Regions from separate parts of the Anser cygnoides genome. Here region 2 is linked to region 1. Evidence: chromatin contacts called from public Hi-C data. All regions are on one chromosome and are shown on one strand. The core of a region is the stretch at or near the end of the contact, and the rest is flanking DNA. Distances in the headings are between cores, read along the strand shown. Region 1 holds the start of CAMKK2 (calcium/calmodulin dependent protein kinase kinase 2). Region 2 overlaps ATP2A2 (ATPase sarcoplasmic/endoplasmic reticulum Ca2+ transporting 2).

The links. Hi-C and Micro-C count contacts between places; a contact is called where the count stands out from the background.
Region 2: a contact with region 1 is called in a Hi-C map of liver, with 1.8 times the contacts expected there. The contact joins the enhancer-like site here to the promoter of CAMKK2 in region 1. A contact is called at or near these places in 2 of 7 Hi-C or Micro-C datasets (both in liver).

What each region holds. Positions count from the first base shown.
Region 1 is chr17:3,141,141-3,145,627 of Taihu_goose_T2T_genome, forward strand. It overlaps CAMKK2 (calcium/calmodulin dependent protein kinase kinase 2), which reads left to right and starts at 2,136. Exons shown (of 18, transcript XR_010825537.1): 1 at 2,136-2,347. All of the region lies in intron 1 of RNF34 (ring finger protein 34), which reads right to left. ANAPC5 (anaphase promoting complex subunit 5) reads left to right here. Exons shown (of 17, transcript XM_048073818.2): 16 at 1-150; 17 at 559-894. The coding sequence ends at 773.
Region 2 is chr17:3,269,803-3,273,981 of Taihu_goose_T2T_genome, forward strand. The region is part of intron 3 of ATP2A2 (ATPase sarcoplasmic/endoplasmic reticulum Ca2+ transporting 2); the gene reads left to right. Among named protein-coding and RNA genes, the nearest start is that of ATP2A2, 7.1 kb to the left of the region's middle. Within about 2 kb of position 1,374, at least 1 of the 3 cell types and tissues checked has open chromatin away from gene starts, as enhancers often do. A contact at or near this core is called in liver, where this site is marked.

The DNA.
Region 1 (4,487 bases), core at 886-3,385:
TTCCTGAACAAGCCCTGAATATTTTGCATATGGCCATAGAACCTGTCTTGGCCCACGGAGCTGTGCTGGACAAAGGCTGTGCCATGTTCCTGGTGGCCAAGTGTCAGGTGGCTTCTGCAGCTTCCTACACTCAGCAAAAGAAGATTGAAGGTAATGTGAAGAGTTAACTCTTCCCCACTGAAACTGCGCTCAGTTGAGAGGTACAAACCAGGGCATATATTGGAGTCCTGCTACACAATCACCGTTAATGAAGTTTAAACGATATAGCGGAGTGTATTACCTGCTAATCAGATAGGAGAATTAATTTGGAATTAGTTGTTCAATAGATGGGGTGTTTATAACGGCATGTTGTTTATGCGGTTTATCTGCGTGCTTCAACACCCGTATTTTGCAGCAAAGGTTGGATAACAGACACTAGCTGAAGGACCATGTTGCTAAGACACAAAGTGTTTTGAAAAGCTGAGGAATTTATAATTGGGCTCCTTAGAATGGAGCTGCATCGCTTGGAGTTGTTGTTGTGTTATTTTCTTAAGTATGACTGTCCCCCGTTTCTCACAGCTTTGGAATCCGCTATTCTGAATCTAAATGAAGCTAAGACTTACTTTGCCAAAGTGGACTGCAAAGAGCAGCTCAGAGATGTTCTCTACTTCCAAGCCCGGCTGTTCCACACCCTAGGCAAGACCCAGGAAAGGAATAAATGTGCCATGTTGTTCCGTCAGTTGCACCAGGAACTGCCTGCACATGGTGTCCCCTTAATAAATGCGTTCAAGTGACGCATTTGAAGATGAGATTTGTTTGTTTTCCTCTTTTTTTTTTTTTTACAAATGTCTTTTTACTATATTCAGTCATTTGTGTTTCAGAGTAATTGCCAATAAATCATGGTCTTCTATGGAACATGCTTGTATTTTGTTTGCAGTGACTTAGGGGGAGGCAAGGGTTTCCACCCATTTTGCTTTTATTCTGTACTTGAAATTAAGAATTGAATGAGGGGAAGAAAGAAAAAACTCTTGACTGCGTTACAAACGTGCTGAGGGGAGCACCGCTGTCATGATGAAATATCTCAGTGCCGTTTTCAGAATCAGTGCTGTTTTTATGAACACTGGGGTACAAAACTAGTGAAAAACGTAGGTGAGGCTTCTTTGTGCTCAGTTTAAGTGGTACAGAATGGGGAGTCTCATGTAAAATGCTTCTCTTTCCTTGTGTTTAACCTGTCTACAGGCTGTGTTAGTCTGGGGACATGGATGGTGCTGGCAGAAGGGGAAAACAGGGTTCAGTTGGAAGGGTTTAATGGTACAAAGTCCCGGCACTGTTGCGTTAGGCGCGTCCTTGTGCAAAGAGTGGCTCAGAAAAGTAAAACGTGCAAACAAGAGCCTTAGCTCAGCTGAACTACGTTTACCGTGTGTGTTCCTCCTTAGGTGCTGGCTGTAACTTACGTGCGCCGGTTTTATCTGTGGATGAACGAGGACCGCAACTAACCCAGTATCTGATGCGTTGCCATTGACTGTAAGCACTTAGATCCTTGTTTGGGGAAAAAACAATTCGGGTGCCACGTGGGATTTCACGGGCAGGTGGGGTTGCGCCGGTGTGAGTGCAAACACGCGTGCTGGGTGAACCCTGAGCACAGGGCTGCTGGTCTGTTCTCCCGCTCAATCCTTTCCCCCCACTGCCGTACAAAAGCTGAACCTCATCAGAGTACAGAACCTCCGAGGAGGACAGGTACCGTGCCAGGAAGCGCTCCCCTAAGCCGTGGGGCTGGTAGCGATGAGAAAGCAACTTTGGGACCAAAGCTGCCTCTGCTGGAGCCCTGCCAGGTGAGGCAGGAGGATAATAATAATAATAATTATTATTATTAATCTAGCCGTATTTATTAATGTGAAAAGTGTCCCGGGCTCCCCGAGGGATGCTGGGGCCCCTCGGGCCGAGCCCCGCCTGCAACCTCCACATGGGGGACAGGGGAGGCCGAGCTGGGGACCCCCCCCAAATATAAAATAAAATAAAAATATCTATCCCCCCCCCTCCGTGCCCCCAGGGCCCGGCTGCCGGCGGTGGGGGGCGGGCAGGCTGCGGCTGCCCGAGGGGGGGGGGGGCGGGAGGGGGAAACCTCCCCTTCCCCGGGGCGGAGCGGGGCCTCCCCCCCGCCTCCCCGCCAGCCTCCAGCCTCCATCCCAGCCTCCGTGCCCGGCTGCCTCCCTGCCTCCCTCCCGCCTTCTCTCGCCGCCGGAACGGAACCGAAAGCAAAGGCGGCGCCGGGCGGCCCCGCTCCGGCCCCCGGGGGCCGCGCCCTTCCCCGCGGCCCGGCCCGGTACGGCCCGGCCCGGCCCGGCTCGGCTCGGTACGGCCCGGTCAGGTCGGTGCCTGCGGGCGGGGCGGGGGCGGGGGGGTTGCGGCTGAAGCCGAGACAAAGCCGAGCCCGGTGGGGACGCCCCGGTAGCAGATCCGGCCTGCGCGCGGCTCCGCCGTTATTTTATTTATTTTATTTTATTATTATTATTTATTTTGTTTTTTTTTTGGGGGGGGTGGGGGGTAGGAGCGATGTTGGCACTGCCCCATCCCGGGCTGCGGGGCCCCGGGGCGTGCGGGGGTCTCGGTGGCAGCCGGCGGCATCCTGGGGGGGGGGGGGGGTGGTGTCGGAGCTGGGGTTGGAGGCTGGGGGCAGAGGGGAGGCCACTGCGGGGGGGTCCGGGGGCGTTTGGCGTTACCCTGGGCTTCCCTTGAGCCTGTAGGGTTCATGCAGAGAGCGGCGAGGCTTGCTTCACCTTTGGGACCAAGTTCCCGTCCCGCTCGCAGCGTGGGCGCTGCCACCCCCAGGGGAGCCCTGCGGCTCCGCGCCCCCCAGGGCTGGGGGTCCCAGCCCCTCCTGGCCCCCCATCACGATCCCTTGGGGTGGGCGCAGGGCTTGGGTCGGGGCAGAAGGACGGAGCCTGCTCCAGGGAGCGCTGGCATCGGATGGACCAGGGGCAGGCGGCCTTTACGAGGCCGGGGACGTAATTCTGGGGGGAGGTTTTGTGTCCAGCTCGGCCCCAATGTCTTTAATTGGTGTTGGCAGCGTGCGGGGCCATAGGGCGAGGGGCTCTGAGCCCATCCTGACGCCAGGTCTGACACTTGCACTCTCATTTTGGGATGCTCATCGTGTCCCATTGAAGCAACGTTAGGCGGTATCATCGCTGTTAAAAAAAAAAAACTCGTTAAAGATGCTCTTTTCTTCCAGTTGGAACCTGCCGCTGGGTTTTCTGCCCCCACGGTGCTCCCGGCCAGCCTTGGTGGTTTCCTCCCCAGCTCGTCCCATCCCGGGCCGGGCCGGGGCGATGAGAAGCCTGGGGACACCCGGCCTCGGCTGGGGGCTGGGTGCCTCTTTCCAGTACCTCGTTATTTTGGGTGTCCTCCGACTTCTGAAGAAGCCGCTGAGAGATTTTTTCCATTAAAAGTCAGGCGGGGATGCATATGGGCTTTGTATACTACAGTGACTAATAGATTTCTGGCAAGGTCTGAGCTCGCCCGTAGGAAGGGAAGCAGTGCTCCATGCCCCGTAGCTGCCGATGACACTGCTCCTGGCACCGGCGCTTCCACCACTCGCTGGGACCGCGGAAAGCAAAAAGGCGGCCGGACTCTGCCCGGCCGGAGCTGCCTCAGGCAACTTCCAGCCTCAGAGCTGTGGGAGCCGGGGGGACGTGCGGGGGGGAGGCTCTGCAGCGAAAACCGGCCTTGGTTTAGGTCTGCGCTGAAATCAGTAATTTTTGGGTCATTTTTTGGGGCAGCGCGTGAGCTGATCCCCCCCCCCCCCCCCAGCGGGATGGATGGAGGTGGCGGCCATTGCTTGCCTCCACTGCGAGGGTGAAAATGGAGCTGCGAGGGGCTCAGAGCATCCCTCGCCCCGGTGGTTCAGGGTCTGTGGGTGCCCCCAGGGCTCAGGCAGCACCCAGCCCCACCTGCGGGTGGCTGTGCCGTGTCCCCATGCCGCTGGGGGGCTCCTGGCCGGCTTGGGTTAGGGTTAGGGGCACGATGTCGACAGAAATGACCCCCGGAGGTGTTGCCTCTGCTTCCAGCCTGGGCGAGGTGTTGGTTTCTGAGTGCTCTGGCATCCGTCGGTGCGGGGACCACATGGGGACCCAGCTCAGTCACCTCAGTGGCTCGGTGGCCACGCGGGCTGTGTCGGTGGCTTCGCCCTTGCAGGGACCACTTTTGTCCCCATTCGTTTCCACCAAGCCACGTGGCCGCGGCGCGAGAGGGAGGGATGGTGCCCGGGCTTCCCGGCCCTCTTTCCCTTTAATGCCCCTCTCCTTGGTGAATTAGATGCGAGACTGATTGCTTCGATAATCCTGCTGCAGCCGCTATGGGTTATACGTGGCTCGCAGCCAAACGCTGGGCCGATAAATCATTCCTATACACCAGGCTGCTACAGTTCCTGAGGATTTCGTGGCATGTGCTTTTTGCTTTTACGTAAGGATCTGCTGGATTTCACACCAGAACGCGCCGCTTTTCCCCGCGCA
Region 2 (4,179 bases), core at 124-2,623, 130 kb after region 1:
CCAATATTTTTACTGGCCTTAAGTATGGCTTTTGAAGAGAAACCGTGTAATTTCTGATTCGAAGTAAATGGATCTACACGCGCACTCGGATCTTGTCCCAGTGTTTTGTCAGACATGGTGAAGCTTTTACAGAGGTAACTTGAGAAATGCATCTCAGTGGTTCAGGGGCCTTTGTAGCTTGACTTTCTAGGTGTAAGTAAGAGGATGTTCAATTTACCATGAAATCCAGCTTTTAATTCTTGCTACTTCAATAGCACACACTGAAATCGACAGTATTTACATTAAAAATAAGCTTGCTTTGCTGTATAAATCACTTCAAGTTGTAAAATGTTACTTGTGCCCCTGATTGGGAATAATGCTTTGAAGAATGTGATGTATGCTTAACTGTACAGTCTCTGCATCATATTTCTGAGTTTTCTTCTACAAGATGAAGTATGTACTAGAAACTAGCAAAAGCTTGTATTTTAGTTAAATCTTCAGCATTCTGAGAGCACTCCTCCTTAGTTCAATTATTTCTCTAATGCCTGAACTAACTTAAAAGTGAATGTTCTGGGTCTCGTTCTACTAGTGGATGTGTGTGTTTAGATTAAAACGATATCTTGTGATTTAGGCTGGAGAAGTTCATTATATCCTGGAAATTAGCATGAGTATAGCCTCATCTGTGTTAAAAGGTGAACAAAGCTGCTGGCGAAGGGAGTTAAATGTGCCAGTAAAATGTTGCAGGCTTTGCCCTGGGATCACCCCAGAGCTACCTGGTAAGGTCAGGAGCTGTATGTGACACGAGATAAGGGTTGCTGAAGTACATTACATTGGCATGCTTTTAGCCAAACTCAGATTACTCAATAGGACCTGAGACACCAAATGATAGGTGGGGTGACAAAGGAGTAAGAAGCAATTGTGATTCCATTTTAATTTGTATAAATTAAACTAAGTACTCTGTATCTTTATTTTCACTGGTTTTGCTACAGTAATCACAGGAATGTACTTGCATTTAGAAGTACGGAGTAGCATAAATGTTGGGTATTTACAATCTGCTGACCCAATAAAATTCTTGATTTCTTACTAATAATTCTGGTCAAGATTTCTTTTTCTTGGGTAGCAATTAAAAATAAATCTGTTAGCAAATTGGGGATTTTACCTTTATTATTTCCTGGTGTTCAGGATAACTGTCAAGTAACTAGAACAAGTATCAGAACTATTAAAATAGCTTGTATCTGCTTAAAATTAAGTAAATTTGTATTGAGAAGAAAAATCATTAAAAAGATTTTTGAGCAGTAGTAGTTAGCACTCTGTCCAGAATGTACTGAATCTTAACTCAGTGTGTCCTGTGAGAAGAGGGCTCTCTTAAAAGCTTGCTGTAGTTCTACATGACTAGCTTTAATTAGTCTAAGACTTTTTTTCATCAGGATGAGGTCTTAATCTGCCTGCTCACTTCAAAGTTTCCATTGTCAAAATGAAAACCAAACAAAAAAAAAGCCTTGTTAGGTTGCTGACAACAAACTGTTTGCTTTTCGTCTGTTAGTAGGTACAGCCTGCTGGGCAACAGAATTTTATCTTGAAACTTCCATTCTTCATTTTATTCTGTTTCTGTTACTTAATGACAAATGGACACCTGAGGCAGTTTGCCACCATAACTTAACCTCACAATCCACAGATATTAATTTGTAGAAATGCAAAAGGCTGTAAGGACACTTACGTTCTTGTAGCTGTATTGATTAGTAGTCTGCCTCATTGCTGGCTGACTTCTGCATTGTACTTCTGACCCCCTTTCTTTAAATAACCACAAAAACTAAGTGCTGTTTGCCTGTTGTTGCATGTTTTTGGACTTAGTATCCTGCAGGTCCACCCCATTATGCCTTGGATAAAGTAGGCATCTGTAAGCCATAACTCTAGCAACACTAAATCAGATGTGCTGAGTGAAAGTTGTCCTCAAAGCTGCTTGTGTTGGCTGTTGGTATGGGACTGGTAGGTCTTGCTATTGATTTCCCTTATGCTGTCAGGCTTCTGTTTCTTTTGAGCAATTATTTTATCTTTTTCTTGCTTTTTAAAACTTAAATGATAATTTCTCCTACTGACCTGAACAGTACAGTGGAGATTGATGATGTGGTAATTAAGCTTCTCTACATGTGAGTTTAAGTGGCTAAAATATGGTGGGGCCCTTCTGAGTAGTAGCCAAAGATCTTTCATGGAAAACCTCTTCAGGGTTTTAAAGTGTGCTAATGGAAGCTTTTTTTGACATAGACTCAATGCCTTGGGCAAGAATTATAGTCTCTACTAGGCTTTGGCTTACGATCTGTTATCAAAAATGCATAATGAAATGCTCCTAAACTTACGTGTATTCTTTGCTCTACCTTCTGAGCTTGCTGTGTTTTTGTTAACTTTAGGCTACTATCAAATAATAACACTCATTTGTTAGTACAGTAAGTCTTGTAGGTCACAAATGTCCTCAGTGGAGTGCTAATGTAGCAGTAGTTTGCTAGAGCAAAACCAAGGACTCGCGTTCAGGTGTTCTGTTATTTACATGCCTATGTTTGCACTCTAGAACTACACAGTGTAGGTTCTGTTCCACAGTTAACAATTGTGTGGAAACTTTGTGGGCGAGATGTGTGCTGCTCGCCTCCAGGATTAACTGGGTATTTCATTTTAATCTAGTTACAGATTGATAACTTTGCCAAACAAGCAACAGTGAAGATCTAAGGCAACTTAATAGATTTGTACTGTTAGGATCTCTGAGTTCATCGGCTCTTTTTGAAATAATGGCTTATTGAAGGAAAGATCTCAAACTTAATTTTGGCTCTCCTTGATGTGCGTGGATCTTGCTGTTCTTGTAGCTACTTTCCTTCCCTCTTGAAGTTGCAGGGTTTCTTGGTGTTGCTTTACAACCCACATGGTCTTCAATCTGCAAAGATTATGGTTTAGTATTATGTAAAGCAGATGTTTTACTCCAGTTAACCTTGCAGTTGTCTGCTCTGTTAAGAATGCTAGAAAATGATTGAATTCCCTTGCTTTTTTGGAAGCAGGATTGGCCGTGTGGAATCCCAATAAAGAAAAGGAGGGAAGAAACAGATACTAAGCAGCTTTTCTGATGGTGTGTGGCTTTGTATATGCCAAGGAAACTGGGACATGCTGTTAGCCATTTCTATAGCTCTGCTAGAGGCAACAGTGCTGGTGAAGAGTAAAAGCTGTCTGTGATACAAGGGGTAATGTGTTGAGTGAAAACTACTGTGTAGGCTGCGCTTCAGCAGGTCAAATGGCAGAAGCTGTTACTGAGGATTGAAGATATGTGGTGTGGGAGGAGGGAAGAGGCATCGAGATGTGAAGAGCATAAGAATTCCTAACTAAATCCCTCTCTCCAGAGGGATTACGCAGACCCTCCAAATAATGCATTGCCAGTTGGAGTGGTTGAGTCTTACTAATCGTAACCTGGGCCTTACAAGTTTATTCTTTTGTCATAAAATTTGTTGTTGCATTGGGTTTGCTTGACAGTCTGCTTTCTGCTTGAGGCTTTCATGCTGCTGCTCCTTCTTCCTTTTAACGTCCTGGAGTGTTTCACAATTGAGCAATAGCTCTGAGCAGCATGTCAGTGGAATTATGGTGCTTGCTTTAGTAACGGTTTGCTCACTGCAGTCAGTGATTCAGAGTGCTGCTGTTGCCTGACTACCAGCCCTAATTATCTCAACACGTTGTTCCTATTTACTGTCACTTTCCAGGCTTCCTGTTGCTCAATATGTTGACGAAAAAGCTCTTCCTCTCTGGTCACGTTAGCTTGACTTTTCTTCAGTAGCTACAGAACTCTGCAGAGGCCCTGACGCTTACCCATTCTCCTGAAGCCAAATGAATGGCAGAAGCCTAAAACTAGAACATGATTTGAAAGCAAATGGATTAAAATCTTCTTGGTGTCTTTTATGCAAATTTTCCAGTTGATTTACTTAAAAAAAAGTTTAATTTTTATCAGATCCTTGGCTCTGAATTCAACTTCAGATGTAATTGTACGGTTCACTTAAATGCTTCAATAGGACATCACTTGTATTTTAATTAGTAGATATTTATTTTTCATATCTACTTACTGAAAATTTGTAAAGCTATTTTAATTTGTCTAAGTTACTGATAAAGAACAATTTAGTTAAAATTCAGAATCTAGCTATGCATAAACCTTAATCATGCAAAGCTTTAGTGCTC